Regions from separate parts of the Rattus norvegicus genome. Here region 1 is linked to region 2. A link is a contact called in public HiChIP or PLAC-seq data. All regions are on one chromosome and are shown on one strand. The core of a region is the stretch at or near the end of the contact, and the rest is flanking DNA. Distances in the headings are between cores, read along the strand shown.

What was found. HiChIP or PLAC-seq counts read pairs in DNA pulled down with a chosen protein or histone mark.
Region 1: an H3K27ac HiChIP or PLAC-seq map of oligodendrocytes shows a contact between it and region 2, with 6 times the contacts expected there. The contact joins the promoter of Dnaja1 here to the promoter of Topors in region 2. A contact is called at or near these places in 1 of 12 Hi-C or Micro-C datasets (hepatocytes) and 1 of 1 datasets of contacts at active chromatin or transcription factors (oligodendrocytes).

The regions. Positions count from the first base shown.
Region 1 is chr5:60,636,399-60,642,109 of GRCr8, forward strand. It overlaps Dnaja1 (DnaJ heat shock protein family (Hsp40) member A1), which reads left to right and starts at 2,006. Exons shown (of 9, transcript NM_022934.1): 1 at 2,006-2,116; 2 at 3,170-3,311; 3 at 3,408-3,585. The coding sequence starts at 3,180. It overlaps Mir207 (microRNA 207), which reads left to right and starts at 2,398; the gene lies at 2,398-2,475.
Region 2 is chr5:60,192,737-60,198,858 of GRCr8, forward strand. Topors (TOP1 binding arginine/serine rich protein, E3 ubiquitin ligase) reads right to left here and starts at 3,243. Exons shown (of 3, transcript NM_001108658.1): 1 at 3,067-3,243; 2 at 1,773-1,970. The coding sequence starts at 3,069. Smim27 (small integral membrane protein 27) reads left to right here and starts at 2,943. Exons shown (of 2, transcript NM_001401225.1): 1 at 2,943-3,112; 2 at 3,423-3,610. The coding sequence starts at 3,068. The coding sequence ends at 3,527. Ndufb6 (NADH:ubiquinone oxidoreductase subunit B6) reads right to left here. Exons shown (of 4, transcript NM_001106646.1): 3 at 5,773-5,817; 4 at 3,849-4,062. The coding sequence ends at 3,994.

The DNA of each region.
Region 1 (5,711 bases), core at 756-3,255, 440 kb after region 2:
TGTGGGTCTTCATCCCTTTGGCAAACCTTTAGCACACATTTATATTACAACTCATAGCAGTAGTAGCATACAGTTATGAAATAGCAATGAAAATAATTTTATGGTTGGGGGGTCTCCACAACATGAGCTAGAATAAAGGGTTGCAGCATTAGGAAGGTGGAGAACCCCTGCTTTAAAGACATAACCTATTGCTAGATGTGATATCTGAGAAGGCAACATGAGATGAGAAAGATCAGATGTCTCTCAGCCAAAACCAGAGCACATAATCAACCATCTATGGCGTAGTGTTAGTGACTGAGTTTAGTGAAAGCAGTAATGGTGGTGGGGCAGAGCAGTACAACATTGAAATTCTAAAACCATTAGCTTTTTAAGACTAAGAGCTGGGCTGGAGAGATGGCTCAGTGGATAAGAGCACTGACTGCTCTTCCAAAGGTCCTGAGTTCAATTCCATGTTGTGGCTCATAACCATCTGTAATGGGATCTGATGCCCTCCTCTGGTGTGTACGAAGACAGCAACGGTATCCTCATAAAAGAATAAAAAAAAAAAAAAAAAAAAGACTAAGAGCTAAAGATGTCTTTGGGCAGGTTTGAAGGCAGCCTTTACAGCTCCCTTAGCTCTGGCTACATCCCTGTGACCTCCTTAAAGCACTGCTCAGCTGGTGAAGCACAGAAGACCCGAGTTACCTGTGTAAAGGAGAGAACTACAATAATGGTCCACAGTTAAAACACACACAATATAACAAACATTTAACACATCTTATTCCACAAAAGTCTAAGCAGGAGGCCCCATGGTCTTCCTCTTCACAACTGCTCAGAGGCTGAAGAGTTCAGAGTTTGAAGCCAGCTTTGGCTACAAAGAGAGTACCAGGCCAGTCTGGGCTCAAAAACAAGGCTAAGGGGTGTAGAGAGATAACTAATCCGTTTAAAGCACTGGTTGCTCTTGCAGAGGCCCCAGGTTCACTTCCTAGCATCCACGTGGTGACTTAAAATTATCTGTACCTCCAGTTACCACAGGAACTAGGTATGCATGGGGTGCATAGACACACATGTAAACAGAACACTCATATACAAACAGTAACTAAAAAAACCTTAGAAGTCAAACAAGAAAACTAAATAATAAAATGTGACTAAGTTATCTGGAATAGTCAAATTCATAGATTCTATGTCTCTGGCTTCCTTGGGCACCTATACACACAGATACACACGATTGGAATTAAATCTTTTTAAACTATGTGAACTCTTTAAGCTTGCACCTCCACTTCTTTGATGTGTCTATTGTGTTACTGAATAAGAAAAACATTCACTGTCCCTTGAAAGCTTAAGATTCAACTTTGCCAACTATAGATTTTGATTCACTAACTGGAAATAAAAACGGTCAAAAAATTGAAACAATAAACTAAAGCAATTAATTTCGTGTTTTGCTGCTACTCTGCAGCCAAACTGGGTGGCAGACTGACTAAAAAGGTGCGTGAAGCATTCTAAATGTTTCCTGTTTGGTGCAGTCCCAGGTTCTGTCCGCCCAAGTCAGAGCCAGAAGGATCTGAAGCCTGGGCTCATCCAAAAAGCTGTGACAGGAGTGCGCTTGGGTGAAACCACCGGATCCAAAGCCTGCAAGGCTAGTCTAGGGACTAGGCCCGCCTTGCTCAGCATTTCTTGCCCGCAAGGCTCAGAGCTAAGGAGCTGCAGAAAATTAGACTCCGGTGAGGTTAGGATCCCTTCTGCACAGCGCCTGAAGCACTCGTCCCCGGCTTACGGCTCTGGGACATGACCTCTCCACCTCAAGACTTCCGCCCTCTGGTACCTCGCATAAAGAAAAAGCCTCTAGAAGATTCTACAAGGATCGGGAACCCGGGCCTGAGTCCACCCCCACAAGGCCCTTGGGCGCAGCCACTCTCCGCCCCCGCGCCGTTGCCCAGGTAACCGAGGGGCGGTGGCAGAAGCGAGGGGCGGGACTTCCGGCAAGTGACGCGCCCGGGCTCCGCTACAAAAGAGGTCGGCTGCGGCGGGCCGGGCGGAACTTTCCAGAACGCTCGGTGGGTGGTAGAGGAGCAGCGTCTGGCCGAGCTGCGCTGTGCTACGCTCCTCTTTCCGCTCTCCGGCGCCGGCCCGCTCACCGGTGAGTCTAGGTCCTTGGGTCTCCCTCGGTCGCGGCGTGCGGCCTGGGCACCAGACAGCCGGGGAAGCCGCAGCCGGAGGCGGTTGGTCCCGCGTGGGCGGGGACTGTGGGTTCCCTGAGCCGGGCTCGGTCTTCGGAAGGCTGCCGGGAATGCCCGGCGCCCTGCCCGCCCGCACGCCACGAGGCGGCCCAAGGCCGAAGCCAATTCGCCTCCCGCCTCAGACTCTTCGGTGCGCACCGCCGCCCGGGCTGGGTGGGCAGCGCTGCGCACGCGCGGACCGAGGCAGGGGTGAGGGGCTGCGGGAGGAGCGGGGCGGAGGCTGCGGCTTGCGCTTCTCCTGGCTCTCCTCCCTTTCTTTGTTGAGTCCGGCCTTCCCCCTCCGCCTTTTCGATCAGGGTGGGAGGGAGAAAGGAAGGAAACCTTAACGGTCGGCGCCAGGTGCCGGGGAAACCCAGAGGGCGAGTCAGCTCCGCAGGCCTGAGGGGCGAGAGTGGGTAAGTTGCGAGCGAGCAGGAGCAGGATGGCGAAGGGGCCTGGGCACCTGCTCTCTCGAGCTGGTCTCATAAGCCACTCCTCCACCCCCGGGTGTCCAGTGTCCCTTTCCGGCGAGGGTATGGCCTTTATCAGATGTACAAAGGCAGTGGTAATGTACTAACCAGTGGATGGAACCTATCAGTGCTGCTTTGGGTTACTAGCAAAACCTCTGGGGGAAAGGAAACCGGAAGAAACCCAATAATTCATGTGTTAGTGCAGTAGAGCAGGAACCAGCTGCTAGACAGACTTTCCTTCGCCTTCCCTGAAATTTAAATTTAGTCTGTTAGAATTTACAGCTGAATCATAGCAGGAATTTTTACCTTTTAAGACGTTTAGGGAAGGCTGTATTAATATGAGATAAAGGCAAAAAACCAGATTGCTTTAGTTCTGGTAGTTAAAAACTATAAGTTAAGAGCCAGTCATCTCTCAGGAGGCAGAAGCAGATGTTTTTTTTTTGTTTTGTTTTGTTTTGTACAAAAGGTAAAAGCAAGTTTAAAATTATCATTTTCTGATTTCAGGCTGTAAAAAATGGTGAAAGAAACTACTTACTATGATGTTCTGGGGGTCAAACCCAATGCCACCCAGGAAGAATTGAAAAAGGCATATAGAAAATTGGCCTTGAAGTACCACCCTGATAAAAATCCAAATGAAGGAGAAAAGGTAAGCAGCTCAGCAGTGTTGCCATGTGAATTAAGTCTGTACGGTAGCTGTGCTTTCTAACAGTTGTTTCTAATGGGATATCCTTTTCTGAAACAGTTTAAACAGATTTCTCAAGCTTATGAAGTTCTTGCTGATTCCAAGAAAAGGGAACTATATGATAAAGGGGGCGAGCAGGCGATTAAGGAGGGCGGAGCAGGTGGAGGTTTTGGCTCGCCCATGGATATCTTTGATATGTTCTTTGGAGGAGGAGGAAGGATGCAAAGAGAAAGGAGAGGTAAGAAAAAAATCTAGCTTACCTGCAGCAGAACAAAGTAACTGCTGATGAAAGAAAGACTTGAGAATTTATTTAAATGTTTTTTTACTCTTTAGCGTGATGTTACATTCTGTCCATGAACTGTCTCTGACTTCTGGTGTCATTTATAATTGAGTTGCTGTGGTTGTTTGGTTTGTTTGGTTTTTTATAATTTTTATTTTATGTGCACTGATGTTTTTGCCTGCATGTATGTCTGGATGAGGGTGTCAGATCTTGGAGTTATAGACAGTTGTGAGCTGCCATGTGGATGCTGAGAATTGAACCCTGGTCCTCTAGAAGAGCAGCCAGTCCTGTTAACCACTGAGCCTTCCCTCTAGCCCCTATAATTGAGATTTTATGTAACCAAAAAGTAGCTAAGCCAAAAAAGCAGGTATAACCAACTCCATATATTTTCAAACAGTAGGGTAACAAATTGTAGTAACAACTTAGGGTTTCTGGGCTGGAGAGATGGCTCAGTGGTTAAGAGCACCGACTGCTCTTCCAGAGGTCCTGAGTTCAAATCCCAGCAACCACATGGTGGCTCACAACCATCCGTAATGGGATCTGATGTCCCTTTCTGGTGTGTCTGAAGACAGCTACAGTGTACTCATATACAAAATAAATAAATCTTTAAAAAAAAAAAAAACTTAGGGTTTCTAAGCCCTTTTGTATCTTAGATAATATCACCTGCTCTTAGAACTCAGTGGTAAGTGCAGTGGCCTTTTTCTGTTAAAAATATGTTGGAGAAGGGGTTGGGGATTTAGCTCAGTGGTAGAGCGCTTGCCTAGGAAGCGCAAGGCCCTGGGTTCGGTCCCCAGCTCCGAAAAAAAGAACCAAAAAAAAAAAAAATATATGTTGGAGAAAACGAAACCTTTTCAAGCAAAGACTGGATACAGCTCGTTGCCTCCAGATAGCCTGCTGCCTGTTTACTCTTCAGCTTCATTAGCTCAGCTTAGATGCATTGACTGTTGGATCAAAAGACGTATTTTATGGGAAGACAGTATTGGAGGTTAAAATGGCACTTTGTTCTCAATATAGTTAATACAAACTAATGGGTAGGCACAGTTAGAACAAATCGGCAGCCCATTAAATTTCACTTTGCCCTTTTAAAGGTTTAAGAAGACTTGAAAATCTGTTTACTGTGTTTTTATAAGAATTTACCTATGGGCCTGAGAAATTGCTCAGTGGTTAAGAACATTTGCCATTCCTTGCAGAAGATCCAGATTTTGTTTCCTAGCACCCACATTAGATAGCTGGCTCACTACTGCCTGAAACTCTAGCTAGCTCCAGGGGACCAGACAACCTCTTTTGGCCTCTTGGTTAAACATGTATGCACAAAAAATAAAAACCTATAATCCCAATCAACTGCTAACCATAAGATGGTATGAGCTACAGAAAAGTTATGACTAAACCTTTTTGGCTTAGATCAGTTTGAGGGGTTTTGTTAACTTGTTGCTGCTTTGGAAAATGTACTTGGTCATTTTCCAGAAGCTTTATTTTTCCTTTCTTGTATTCAGTATAAAGTTGAGAAAGCTCTAACTTTCAATTTGAGAACCTACATGCTTACATGTTCTCTTTATGATAATAAAAATACAAAGTGAAGCTAGAAGCACAATGTAGTGAGACTTTTAATAACCTCATTTAAAGAGTAAATATTTTTTTACGTATGATATTCAGAAAGGATTGGAACTTTATTTAGTAGTTAGGCAATGTTGATAGCGGTGGATAAAGTCCTAGTGGAAGGATCACTAGCTAGGAACTTATTAACCGTTGGTGGGTGATTTCATTTTTGTAACCAGGTTGTCCTTATGTGATCTCAACCAACCTACTTCCTGTTGTAGCTAATTATATGTGGCAATCTTTTGTCACTAGCCAGATAGGGGTCTTCAAGTTGAGTTAATTTAGAGGGGGGGGAAATTCTGTCCAGCTATAGTAGCCACCACACTTAAAATTGTATCTAGTAATTATGATTAGTGATTACAGTATTATACAAATAAAATGTGTCCATCATTACAGAAAGTTCTGTTGGACAATATTATAACAAAAGGCCTGGGTAATTTGAGACACCAATGTTAGCCTAGCAGTAAAAACTATTGAAACAGAAATAG
Region 2 (6,122 bases), core at 1,993-4,492:
GCTGCTGTGCTTCCTCCCTGGGTGATGGACTCAACCTGAGTCTGTATACCAGCCCCAATTAAATGTTATCCTTATGAGGCCTGTCATTGGAGGAGAAGGAAGGATGGGTGGGAGATACGTTTGAAGGAAGAGGAGGAGACTGGAACAGAAAGGAGAAGAGGGAGGGAGGGAGGGAGAGAGAGAAGAAGGAAGGGAGGGAGAGGAAGAGAGAGAGAGAGAGGAAGGAAGGGAGGGGGAGAGAAAGAAGAGAGGGAGGGAGGGAGGGAGGGAGGGAGGTTGGGAGAGAGAAGCTGTGGCAGGACAATGGAGGCTGACATTAAGATTCCGCTCTGTGTATTTACAGGTTGTTATTAATGTTCCTAAGGGATGGATGGTACTGGGCTTTGTATGTTTAGGGGGGCAATTATATCTTATCAGTTGGGTCAAAGAAAAAAAAAGGGATATAATCCGAATAAATACCTAGTATGGGGCTTGATGAATGAATGATTAAGAGTTCAACATAGTTGCCTAAGTTATGGGAAAGTCTGATTTTGGTAGTGATCATCACCTGTATCTCTGACAGGTTTCCAAAGATAATAACAATTATATTTAACATATCTAAGTAAAGTGGCTAAGGACATTCACAAGTAGATAAAACAGAATGATGACTGGTAAAAGCAATCTGCATTCTACTTGTAAATCTGAACGGTTTAATTTTAAAAGTTATAGAAGCTAAACGACCAAATCCCAAATTTAATTCCCTCTTTTTCGGTGGGTGGGTGGTGGGGCTAGACAGGGTTTCTCTGTAGTCCCGGCTGTCCTGGAACTCAAGAGATCTGCCTGCCTCTGACTGCTGGGATTAAAGACGTGCACCACCAGCTTTAATTTCAATTCCAGTAATGAAAGAACTTTATTGGGACCAGGCATCCTGGGATATCCCTGAATTCCCAGATCAATGAAAGATGAAGGCAAGAGGGTCAGAAGATCAAGGTCATCCTTCGCTACATAGGCAATCCCAGACCAGTCTTGGCTACAAGAGTCCCTGCCCAAAAATAGAGGGGTGGGGTTGCTTCGAAGCCATTCCAACGGAAGCCACTCCTCCTAGATAAGCACCGACTGAGTGTGGCTGACTTCGAGCATTGCATCCCATCTATTAAAACTCCAAAACCTCAAGTTCTCTCAAACAGAAACCTCTACCCAGTATTAGCTTAACTCTTTGGCACATATTTTTGTTTTCTCTCCCCTTTAACATGGAAACTTGCTCACCAGTTTCCTTTTTTAACAGTGCTTTCACCTTTGCACTGCCCCTCTCCAATTAACCAATCAGAATCAGCAGCCCAAGAGGAAAGGGCACTACCTAGATGTGTAATGAAGTCACAAGACCTATAAGCCCTGCCCACAATGTGTAGCACTGCACAACTCCCATAGCTTTAAGGGCTTCCTTATTCGAAAAAAACCCACTGTCTCGGATGGAAAGACAACCACACTATGTACATTACATAACCACGATTAACTGAAATGCAAATCCCATTTCACAGACAGGGTCCGGGGCTGGGGACCTGCCAAGGTCACACTTCTAATCAGTGGCAGCAGTTTTGTCCAGACACACTCTTTCCGTCTTCAGTAGCGCTCGAGCCCTTCAGGCGGTGCTAGGAGACACTCCCCTCGCTTGCCCACCGGAGCCGATCCACAGGTGCCCTGCAGCTTGGCGACCCCAGCCCTTGGAAAGGCCCGGACCACAGGGCTGCTCCCTGGCCCACCAACCTCTCACCCATTGTTCCCGGACGACTCACCTCCGAGGACGCGGTGGCAGGGACCGCTGGGCCGCTAGAAGCCAGCTCCCGCCGGCCCAGGAGGCTCGGTCGGTGGCGGCAGGATCCGCGAAGGCGTACCCGGCGGCTTCTGCGCCTCCCCTCCTCGGCAGGCGCCAGAGGGGGCGCTTCACCCTCCTCGCGAGACAGCGGAGACCCCAGTGGCGGCGGCTGCGACCCCTGTGACGTAGAACGCTCATCACCAAAGGCAGTTTGGGGGTGGAGAGAAGGCGAGACCAACCCCCCGAGCCCGCGCAGCAAAACACGGCCCTCCACCCCCGCGCTCTGGACGCATGCGTACAGCAAGCGCACGCAGGAGGCGGGACCTGCGGCACAGACACCAGACCCTGCCCCCACCGCGGGGGGCACAGCACAAACTCCAGAATCACAGCCAAATATGCAGAAACGCTGCCTCTGTATCTAGGGAACCTCACCAGTTTAACAAGTTGTTAGAATCTCTATGGTGTCACAGAGCTCCCAGAGCAACCTGATTCTTACGTCTATTTCAGCTGGGATGAACACTAGGCATCTCTTTCACCCCGCCATAACTCGCCGCGGCCTGCTTTCCGCTTTCCATTCTCGGAAATCACACTAAAATTGTATCTGAGCCCAAAGCGGCGCAGCACAGCCTCTGCCGGCCAGGCCTCCACTGTGCTGAACTGCTAGTTCGCCTGCCAAGCCGCCTTTCTTGGGACTTAGTATTTCAAACTTGCTGCAGTCCTAAGCATTCGATAGACGTCCGGTCAACACTTGTTGACTGACAGATTCACCATCAGCGATCAGAGACAATATTCTATTTGTTCTTGATGAATGGCTCAATTAACAGTTACCAGTTTTAGTTACGTAAAAGAGTAGATGACACTGTTTAAGTCAAACATAAACATGAATGTCTATCCGCATTTTGTGGAAACGGATGTGGGTGTGGGGCGGCAACTTTGATTCTTTCAGGGTGGACTATTTGCAATTAAACTTTTACATGCGCAAGATGGCACACTATTTTGTATTAGTACCGCACTGCAACTGCAGAATAAAGCAGTTAAGGAATTCCTATCTGAGCGCAAAAAAGGCGCGATCTTAGCATTTTCTCTTTTATTCCCTCCTGAAAGGCGGGCTAGGCCTGGATCACGTGATGCGTTTCAACTCCGGGCGGAAGCTGGGGGTGGGGGGGTTGGAGAGCGCGCAGAGCCCCGCTGAAAAATGGCTGCTGCATCCGAGTGTACTGCGCCCCGGAGCGGGCTGTAGGGCCCGCGCCACCCCGTCCCCGCTGCTCCCTTACCATGATGCCGGTGAGTCGCCGAAACCTGGACTGGACTTACTCCTCGGTAGGTACCGGGAACAGGGGAGCTCTAGAGTGCCCCATCCCAGGACCCGCAAGCCGAAGGCAGGCAGTTTGCTCGCAGCTTGGAACTCCAAAACCCATTCCTAAATTGATCGTTCACGCCCTGCCCTCAGCTCCGCCTCTTCCTGGAGGACACGCTTTTCCGCCTCTGACGTCAGTGGTTGCAGGGCCTGCTTGCTTCTAGGCTGCATTTTAGGGTCTGTGAGACCTTTCCTTCTGTAGCTGGTAACCAGGCCTTAGGGAAAGAATCCAGCACATTGATTTTTCTTTTTGCTTTTCCTCCCTCCTTTTAGTTGCTACTTGCAATCGTCTTGCTCTCTTGGGGATTCGTCATCTATGCATCAACTGTAGCTGCACGATGGCAGCTACAAAAGGAGTTTCCAGACAAATTCTTCTGAATGAACTTTTGTAATTCTTAACAAACTGTTCTTTTCCTCAAATGGCACCTATGTAGACTCAAAAGTAAAATTCACAATGCAAATTTGTGTATGGTCTTTTGTGATATGCGTTAACATGCCAATTTTTCGAAAAGGTCCGACAACCCTTTCTGTATCAGGTCGGAGCTTTTCATTCTCGTGCTCCAGACACTTTACATCCTCATGTCAAATCAGTATGTAAACAAAACTATGTGACTACAATGAATTTTGCATCCTACTTATCAAAACAGACAAAAAAGTAGCTAGTAGCCCTGTTTAGTATTTATCTTTCTACTGTTAGTCTCAAATCGGAGACAGTAACAAGTACAGTGACAAGGACAGGAATAAGTTTTATTAATTACTTTTCTAGGAAATAGATTCAGTAAATACAGCACTTTTGAAACATACTTGTGCTGTTACACAAGTTTTTTAAATTTTTAAGAGCTCTTCAATGATGTTTATCAGGAAAATCTCTCATTGGTGGAATTACTTCTCCAGTCTCCAGAATTGTATCACCCTAGGGAAAACAAGGAAGTGCTTAATAGAAAATTTTTTCACTAAATATACATTTTATTGTAAAATATTCCATCATATGCTCAATACAATAAATGACTATAAACATGCTTTACATTTTGTTAACCTAAAGTTAAACCAGGGATGGTGGTGTCCCAGGACTCTAGAGGTAGAGGCAGGGGGATCTCTCTAAGTTTGAAGCCAGCTGGTCTACTACATAGCAAGTTTCAGAGCAGACAAGACAAGATTGACCCTGTCTCAAAGCAAACAAAAAAACAAACAAACAAAAAAAAGACACCTCCCCAAAAGCCCCTTCAAAGTTATTTTGCATTTTACCTAAAACATTTCAATTTGGATGCTAATTTTTTTACCTGTACTGATTTGTATGTGAAGCTAAAAAAAGATTAATCAGATTATTACATGAGGACTTAAAAAATTAAAAAATATAGACATACTAAAGTGAATATTTAGATTGTAGACTATAGTTCTGAAGTATGGATATACTTGTGAGACTATCGCCAAAATCAAGGTAATGACCCTTCTCATTACAAGATTTAGTATTTTATTCTTTAATCTAATGTCTCAACCTCCACCTCCAGGTTTCAGAAAAATACTGTGCATAGGTGGTTACTCTATGCCATTCCATGTTTGGGCACGGCATGAGTTATGCTCTAGCATTCATTTTAATAAGGGCTGGGACAAAGCAGATTGGGAGGACAGCCTGACTCATATAGTCTATCATATCAGGAAGAAGGAAACTTGTTCTTAAGCCAGAGACTTGCAACCTTGTCATGACCTGGTCTATTCTAGAAGACATGGCCATTCTGCAGTTTCTCAAAAGCGAGACTCTGAAACTGGTCAACAACATAGACACAGGGAAGGACTGCTGTAGCAAAAGAGGACATTCAGAAAATAAATGCCACAAAATCACAAACGTGGTCTTCTGAACAGACCCTGTCTTGTCCTTTGACCATGAGTAGCAACATAAACATATAATTAAATAATCAGGCAAGCAAAGAATAAATTAATATTAGTCAGCTAACAAGACCATCAAGTTAATGTCCCACGTTGAGGCTGCCTGGGGTCTGACACACATTGATTACACATAATAAAAGACACTTCCTGTTATTTCCTAAAGCAGAGTCTGAAGTGTGGACTGTTAGCCAAATTTGATGGTTCTCCCTAAAAGTCTCCTGTTGCAGCTGATAACAGATAAATAACATATGCTACTTAATTCATGTTTGAATTTTCCATTTTGGTGGCTTATTCATTACTCATGTTAGCAGTCATTCATTGTGTCGACCATCCTCGGTGCTAGGATTAAAGGCATGAAAGAACTTACATCTTTGTAACATAAAATTTAAATTCACGCTAACATGTCTTAACCTCACAGACTGAGAACTTAGGCACGAAGCCAAGGAAGTTAGAATGGAAACAACAGGACTTGAGTCGTTAGCTGCCTGTGCATGTATCTCTTCAGGCTTGGGCTGTAATCCTTGATCCCTGAAAACCTGGTGGTGCCATCTAGGTAGGGACTCAAGGTCATCAAACAAGGTAGAGAAATACAGTATCCACTCCTCATTTTCCACTATCACACTATCCCTCCTCTTTAAGCTGACAGTAAGAAAAGACCATTTTATTCTAATGAACTTGGCAATCACTTGTAGAATGGGGTCGGGTAACATACAAGCAAAAAATGAGTTTTGAGACTTACTGGAAATATTCTGGGCTTCGTGCCAACAATGGCATATGGTTTAGTCTGCAATAAAAATAAATTTATTGTGTAAATTACAGTGTTAGAATTTTCCTGAAAATATGGTAGATCTTATCCCCAAATTTTTACTTGTCTCCAATTTTCCCAGAACTCTGGGCCCATATTAATCAAACATCTCCACTTGGTTGTCAATAAGCTCTTACTCATCTCCCATCAACACAGTTATCCTTAAACATGGATCACATTTCTGCTCAAAGTTTCAAAATCCTTAAAAAGAAAAAGACCTCTAAAACCCAGCAGGACTCACACCTAGCTAATCATCTGACTTTCTACACTCCCTCCCTTACTGT